2 separate regions of the Mus musculus genome follow, and region 2 is linked to region 1. A link is a contact called in public HiChIP or PLAC-seq data. All regions are on one chromosome and are shown on one strand. The core of a region is the stretch at or near the end of the contact, and the rest is flanking DNA. Distances in the headings are between cores, read along the strand shown. Region 1 overlaps B4galnt2 (beta-1,4-N-acetyl-galactosaminyl transferase 2). Region 2 holds the start of Ube2z (ubiquitin-conjugating enzyme E2Z).

What was found. HiChIP or PLAC-seq counts read pairs in DNA pulled down with a chosen protein or histone mark.
Region 2: a contact with region 1 is called in an H3K4me3 HiChIP or PLAC-seq map of the SCID.adh cell line, with 5 times the contacts expected there. The contact joins the promoter of Ube2z here to the enhancer-like site in region 1. A contact is called at or near these places in 13 of 39 promoter capture datasets (the 3T3-L1 cell line, 3T3-L1-derived adipocytes, the C10 cell line and 7 more), 4 of 484 Hi-C or Micro-C datasets (the C2C12 cell line, cerebral cortex, embryonic fibroblasts and 1 more), 22 of 115 datasets of contacts at active chromatin or transcription factors (the SCID.adh cell line, T-cell acute lymphoblastic leukemia, astrocytes and 13 more) and 3 of 9 other capture datasets (adipose tissue, liver and macrophages).

The regions. Positions count from the first base shown.
Region 1 is chr11:95,873,880-95,877,792 of GRCm38.p6, forward strand. It overlaps B4galnt2 (beta-1,4-N-acetyl-galactosaminyl transferase 2), which reads right to left. Exons shown (of 11, transcript NM_008081.3): 6 at 2,219-2,399; 7 at 1-69. Among named protein-coding and RNA genes, the nearest start is that of n-TQttg6, 17 kb to the left of the region's middle. Within about 2 kb of position 2,217, at least 33 of the 459 cell types and tissues checked have an H3K27ac peak or open chromatin away from gene starts, as enhancers often do. A contact at or near this core is called in the C2C12 cell line, the SCID.adh cell line and embryonic stem cells, where this site is marked.
Region 2 is chr11:96,062,915-96,066,647 of GRCm38.p6, forward strand. Ube2z (ubiquitin-conjugating enzyme E2Z) reads right to left here and starts at 2,450. Exons shown (of 7, transcript NM_172300.3): 1 at 2,038-2,450; 2 at 81-153. The coding sequence starts at 2,360.

The sequences.
Region 1 (3,913 bases), core at 967-3,466:
ACTTGGGTACAGTCTGTTGTTTGATAGTCACTGGAAACTTGGCCACTGACGACTCGTATTCCATACTTACTGGAAGGAGAAGAGAGGTCAGAGTCCAGGCAGTGTCAGATGCCATCAGACTATGATGCCCTGAGGAACCCAAGGAGGCCAGCAGCTGCGGGGAGAGCCCTGCCTGCGAAGAGGCTGAGGGCCCATGGACACTGTGGCATCCTGACTCCTGACTTCTGTGCATCCCTGAGGCAACCTGCTTAAGGATGGGCTGCTAGAACAGGCTGGAGGTTCGAGAATCTGGATTACTCCGCCCTGACCCTCCGTCATGACTCCAATGACAAGACCAGGACAGTAGTACCCACTGTACCTTAGAACACAGGCTCATTTTCTGAAGGGAAATGCCTTAAAATCTGAAGGTGGAGAGGATGCTTACTATAGCTATGAAGGATAACCTAGGACCGCTAGCCTCTGATTCCACCTCCCAAGTGCTAGGGTCTTAGGCATAGCACTCCCATGCCCAATTTCATATGATGCTGGGTCTCGAACCCATGGCTCTGTGCATTGCTAGGCAAGTACTCTACCAGCCAAGCTGAACTTTCATTTGTGCATATTACATTTCTTCCCCCCCCCCCCCCGTTGCTGTGCCGTGGAGCAACTCACAAAGGAAAAGACAAAAAGTGAGGGTGGTAAGATTTGTCCTCCCAGGAGTTTCTGTAATGGGTGTGGGGGGGTTGGAAAGACAAGTTCATATCCTTGAAACTGGCCACATTCTCTCTCTGCAGGAATGCTCACGAGATATTGATGCACACACTGGTTAGGCAAGAGTCGCCACCTCAACAGAAGCTGAAGCAGCTTTAAAAGTTCCAGAGGGGTCGTCAAAGTGGCTCAGCAGGTAAAGGGGCTTGCTGCTAAACCCAATGGCCTGAGTTTGATCCCTGGGATTCATGTGGTAGGAGAGAACAAACCCCTCCAAGGTGACTTCTGACTTCCATATGACTACTGTGAAATGTTCATGCCCCCCCCCCACTAATAAAATAAGTGAAATAAATAGCTGCAGAGAACAGCTAACAGGACTGGATAAGGCCAGCCAAACATAGTGATGTATGGCTGTGATTTCGACATTATGGAGCCTGAGGCATAGGAATTGAGAATTTGAGGCCAGCCTGAGACACATACAAGATCCTGCCTCAACAAATGGATGAACTTATAAACAAACAAAAAAATAACAGAGTGCGGGGTGTACACACCTGTAACCCCAAAGCTTGAGAGAAGAAAGGGGGAATCTGGAGCTCAAGGCAAGCCAGCCACAAACATGTAAGAGAGTTTGGAAAATCCTGGCTTACGCGAGAGCATCTCAAGAAACAATAAGACTAGGTATGTAACTGGCTTGGCAGCGTGGTTGTCTACCACACAGAAGGGCCTGGATTTGATTCCCAGCACCACATAAACTGTACTTAGAGGTTCATTTGACTGTTATCCCAGTGCATAGGGGGTAGAAACTGGAGACACACAAGTTCAGAGTCTGAAGCTAGCCTGGGCTATCTACGAGCCTGTATCAAGCAAAACAAAACTCCATCAGTAACAGACAGAATGGGATGGTACTGTGGTTTGGATCAGTGTCCCTAAAGGTCGGTATAGTGTAGGCATAAGCCACTGTTGTGACACTAGGAGGTGGATCCCTTAGAAACTAGGATATGATGGGAGGTGTTCAGGTCCCTTTGGGAATGCCTTTAAGGTGACAGTAGGATCAGCCGCTTCCTAGCTGTAAAGTAGGAAGCTTTACCATACTATGCTGCCTCGCCACAAGGGCCGAGTCACCACGGAATGGAGCCTCCAAGGCTGTGAGCCAGAGCCTTTCTTTTTCTATGCTGTCTTGGGTATTGGCCACAGTGGCAGGACACTGGCTTTGTGTTCATGTGTGCAAGGTGAGCAGTGTCAGGGATCTTTCTCAAGTCGCTCTGGGGTCAGTGGCAGTGGGGGACTCTATTGGGTGCAGTAAATAGGCAGGTAATTGTCGAGGCTCAGAAACTGGCACACAGGAAGCATGCTGGGGGAAGGTTTTGAGAGGGCGCACACAGGAAGCATCCTGGGGGAAGGTTTTGAGAGGGCGCACACAGGAAGCGTCCTGGGGGAAGGTTTTGAGAGGGCGCACACAGGAAGCGTCCTGGGGGAAGGTTTTGAGAGGGAGTGATGCTCTTTTCCAGCAGTTTGTGATCAGAAGACAGACCTGTGTCCACCTTGTGGAGATAGTACTCTGTGCTGGTGTACGTCACATGCTGAAGGATGAAATTCAGGACCTTCCGATGTCTGGTGGAAATGGTCAGCTGCCTCTGGCCTCTGCCCTGAACCTCATCATCTGGCACATCAGCAAGGGTGTTCAGTGTCCCCAGAGAAGCTTTCAGGATGACCTAGACATGACATTAGAAGCACACACATATTGTTGTACAGCTGTCAGCCATCCCTATCCATCTCTAGAAGCCCTTTATCCTACCCAATAAAACGTTATTCCCACCTGACTGTAACTCCTTAGTCTCCCATCCTCTAAACCCTGAAAGATTCTAAATGCCACGGATGGAGAAAAATCCATTCACAGGAAAGGCAAGTACTCAGGATGGCCAGCAGGGGGCAGAGCGAGCTAGGACAGGATAAGGCTGGTTGTAAAGGTAATAGATACAGCTACGCCCTTCCCCCACGTTTCCCCTCAAGACCTAAAGACTCATGGATTTAAAGGATTCATTCCTGCAAACATCTCTTTCTCTTTAGGGAACATTGTTCATTGAGACTTCTTCTAGAGCCGAGCAGTGGTGGCGCATACCTTTTATCCCAGTAGTCGGGAGGCAGAGGCAGTCAGATCTCTGTGAGTTCTAGGCCAGCCTGGTCTAAGAGTGAGTTCCAAAACAGTCAGGGCTACACAGAGAAACTCTTGTCATAGAGAGAGAGGGAGAGGGAGAGAGAGAGAGAGAGAGAGAGAGAGAGAGAGAGAGAGAGAGAGAGAGAGAGAGAGAGAGAGATTATTATTTCTCCTCCTCCTTCTTCTCTTTCTCTTCCTCTTCTTCCTCCTCCTCCTCTTTCAACAAGGTCTCTGAGGTCTCACTATGTTGCCCAGAGCAGCCTTGAACTCCAGAGCTGAAAAGATCCTTCTGTCTCCTGCCACACACACTGCCACCCCCCAAATAGCTGGCACAACAGTTATGCCACAACATGGCACTTTGCCTTGCTCCCTGCTGCAGTTGCTACTGACATCTGTCTGTCACTCACTCCTGGTCCTCTACCCTCTGACATCTGAGGGAGTTTTCCAGGCTTTGGATCTGGGTTTTTTTCTCTTATTGGAGTACAACTCCTTGGCTGAGGATTTTATCCATCATCAACTAGGTACCATCACTGTTTAAGTGGTTTTAAAATGTTTATTGTAGCTCAGTTTGGTGGCACATGTCTTTGGTTCCAGCTCTCTGCTGTCTGAGTTTGAAGCTACAGAGCAAATTCTAGGCTGGTCAGGGTGCAGTAGTGAGAGATCTTGTATCAAAAGAGACAAACAAAAAGTTTGTCTCTCTGGGGGCTGGTGAGATGGCTCAGTGGGTAAGAGCACCCGACTGTTCTTCCGAAGGTCCAGGGTTCAAATCCCAGCAACCACATGGTGGCTCACAACCATCCGTAACAAGATCTGACTCCCTCTTCTGGTGTGTCTGAAGATAGCTACAGTGTACTTACTATAATAATAAATAAAGTCTTTTAAAAAAAAGTTTGTCTCTGACTCATCCCACGGCCTTCACCTTGACCCTGTGTGGCAGTTTGGATGGGAACAGCCTCCCAGGGCTCATATATTTGAATTCTTGGTCTGCAGTCGGTGGAACTGTTTGGGAAGGATTAGGAGGTGTAGCCTAGCTGCAGGAAGTGTGTCACTGTGCCAGGCTTTGAGGCTTCA
Region 2 (3,733 bases), core at 1,200-3,699, 190 kb after region 1:
AATATTTTTTAGGTCTTTTCAATTTTATGGGCCCAATTTTTGCATAATTCCCCTGCCCCTTCCCCCATCAAGTTACCTACCTTAGTCATGTCAACAGTGTCGGGCACAACGAACATTCCTGGAGGAGGCTCCTTATAAATGGACATGATATCCCTGTATAACACCAAGAGGAGGTAGGAGGAGTGAGGAAGAGGGAAATCCCTTGAGGGGGACAACTATTATCACCTCAGTGAGCCCAGGGTTTGAGAAAGTGGTGCTTGGTACTGAAAATGTTTGCACTGTCTCCTTGGCTGAGAAATCTCAGCTGAATACTTGTCAGGCAGGCAGAGAGCAAATTATTATCAAAGGGTCATTGTTTCCTGGGGAGGGGGGGGGGACTCAGAGAGGAAAAATAAGCCAACATCCCAATGGTATCAGATGTCACCCTGGAAAAGTCACATCCTATATACTGTCACTTCTTCCCACATGAAAACTCATTTACTTCCCATCTCCCAGATTCCCAGGTACTACAACTGAACACAGAGATTTTCTCAATTGGGAGGGCTTCATTCCATTCACTACAAAACTTACTCCATAAAACATATGGGTTCGCTTTGCTGGTAAGGTAAGGAGACAGCATGAAGCCAGCGGGAGCAAGTCTACCATGACCTGTGTGTCCAGGAAACTAATAGGATAGTTGTTTTGAGGAAAAGGGAATCCTCTGAAATAACCAGAATCTCATCTCTGAAAGATGACATTTAGTAACTAGGATGAATGAAACTTCTGGGTCAGTAATCAACTAGAATGGATCAGTTGAGAACTGGCTCAGAAGAAGTCAATTATGAGGAAGTCTGGGGACACAGAAGGGTAGCCGAACAAAGAAGTTCGTCCAGGCCAAACTCAAAGCTGTATCCAGACTAAGAGAATCAAACAGCTAAGGAGTTAAGTTAGGGGTGGCAATAACTGTGAAGTTGTTCTACGTCCGGCACTGTGCCAGGTACTTTACGTGCATGGTGTAGTTTTTTTTTATTAAAAACTTGGAAAATATGTAGCCGGGCAGACACCTGAGGGGACTTGGAATGTTTGGGATAATAGCCAGATAAGAGGCTAAGATGAAAAGACTAAGTCTGGTCACCAGGAAACAAGTTTCAAAATTAATAGCTCAACAGTCTTATCTTTTGCCATGCAATTGGTACCATACTAAGTGAGCACTTTTGCAAAACATATTTATCTATGAAGTGATACGATCTAAGATCGGTCACCCAAGACACAAGCACAGACAGGCCCTAGGCCTTTTGTTCCTGTATTTGAAGGGAGTACATCTGCTTTACAAAAGTAAACCAGACAACCTTGGGGGTAAATAATAGGAAAAAAGTTCTTGACTAAGATGTTACAATCCAGAGTGATAGTGAGAGATGGTAGGAACGCAGAGTTTCAGGGACAGGTGTGAGGGACAGTTTTGGGGTGATTGGAAAGGGGGTTCAAGAAATGATCTGGAAAGTCAGGGAGGCTCTCTAGACCCGTGGAAAGGGCCATATGGTGGGGAAACGAGGTAAGGAAAGGTAAAAAGGAAGACTGACTCGAGTCTGCAACTGGGCAATGCAGGTAGAGGATGTTCCAAGCGGGGACTCCAGAAGAGATGGAGAACTGATGGGTGGGGCCTGAGGGCAGCCTTTAGGTAAGCTGGTGGGGTAGGTTAGAGGGGAAGTGCGAAGGGCGGGACCGAGCGTTACAGAAGAGCAAAAGGGTCAGGTTTCGGGTGAACGGGAGGGGGTAGGGATAAGGCATCCGGAACGGAGCTGCAGGGCTCACCGGAGGTCGCTAAGGGGCGGGGTAGGCCCGAGGGCAATCGCGGATCTGTTTGGGCTGTAGGGCCGGGCGCTGAGAGGGCGGGAGGGAGGGAAAGGGCGACACTTAAGGCCCCCGTCAGTAGAGAGGCCCGCAGGGTTTGGGCCTGGAAGACGTGAGGCGGGAGAGAGCCCCGATGGGGAAAGGTGGGGGGCGGGGAAGGTCGAGCCCTGGAGCTCCGGGGTGAGGGAGGAAAAACCCCCGGCTCACCGCTTAATCCGAAGTAGACACTGTGGCGCGGTTCGCTCGCCGTCCCAGTCCGAGCTGAGCGTGGGGTCCCAATGGCTAAGCAGCGCGGCCCCGTGGGCAGCGGCCGAGGGCGGGAGTCCTGGCAGCGGAGCCAGGCCGCTCCCCGGTCCCCCGGCCCCGCCCGCCGCCGCCGCCGCCGCCCACACATCCGGCAGAAAAGGCGGCCCGAACCCGCCGCCGCTCCCGCTAACGCCGACCACACCGGCAACACCACTCGACCCTGGGCCCGCCGCCCCGGCGCCAGCCGTCGCCGTCGCCGCCTCCTCAGTCGGACTCTCCGCCATCGCTGCTTCGCTTCCGGGACTGCTCAGCAGCACGTCCGCCGACCAGAGCGGCCGCTGCTCCCGCACCACCGAGAGCCGGGCCAGAGTGTCCCCACCCTCGGCTTCCCCAGCCCGGGTGGCGCTGGCTCCGCCCACCTCCGCCCGGACCAGCGAGAGGCGTGCTGCCAGAGCGTCCACCCACGGTCCTCCAGAGCGGGGGGCGGGGGCTAGCGGACTAGCTGGCGCTCCAGGCCAGCGCAGATTCTGCGCCCCGCTGGAGATGCTGGTAGCCTTCCATGGTTAAAGGTTTTATGTTGGGAGAGTTGATGTCGGAGAAGACAGTTCAAAGAAGATGGAGAGACCCACAGCTTCTCTTTTAAAGGGAGGGACCATCGATGTTCAATCCTAGGGTAGGACTAAGGTCCACCTTCCCTGTAGGGCAATCGAAAGAAGAGCTTGAGTAGTTTAGGGCCCTTCACATCCCTACGGCTCTGTGCTGTATCATGTCTGGTCTTCTCCCCCATCGACTACTATTGTCGCCTGACTGCGGATGGACTAAGAGGAAGAACGGAATCAGAACGTGCGAATAAAAGACCACCTCATTTGAGTTTATTCGATATTTATTTATGAAGGGCATACTAAAGGCCAGGAGCTGTTGCTAGGCATTGCCCTGGAGATAATGACACAGAAGTTGACAGCTTGGTAGAAGTCAAGCATCAGGCTTGATTCCAAGCTCAGTACCTTTTCTACCCGCTAATCCTGGAGTTACGGGTTTGAAATTCTCAATTTCTTAGAACTATATTGAGATTTGTAATACGAAAATTAACTCTGACTAAGGGGAAAAGACCTTAACCTTGTTCTACTGACAGGAATATGAGTCTGTGTGTGTGTTTGCTAACTGTAGGAAAACCAGAGGTACCGCATGACTGAGAATTTACACAACCCTTTCAGCTGGTCTGAGACAACATCCGAAACAAACACATTGATACTCTATAGCAAAGTGTATGAATAGTTTTTGAGACAAGGTTTCCAATATGTAGCTGCTTACCTCAGCCTTCTTAGTGCTGAGATGACCGGCATAAGCCACCACACCCAATGAAATATTCATATTAACTTTAGTACATTTATGAAGATTCATTCTAGAACAAACAGCCAGAGCCTCACTTTGGATCTTGTTTTTTTTTTTTTTTCTTCTTCTTTTCCTCCCGAAGAAGCCTGGCTCCTGTGGTGGCACAGCTCGTAAGCTAAGCACTAGAGAGGTTGAGGAATGATGAGGGAACTATCGTACATAAATAGTTGAGGCCACAAATTGAGTTCAAGGCAATCTGGGCAACAAAGGGACACCCTGTCTCAAAACACAAAAACCAACAAGTGAAGAGCCTGCGTTCTGGACA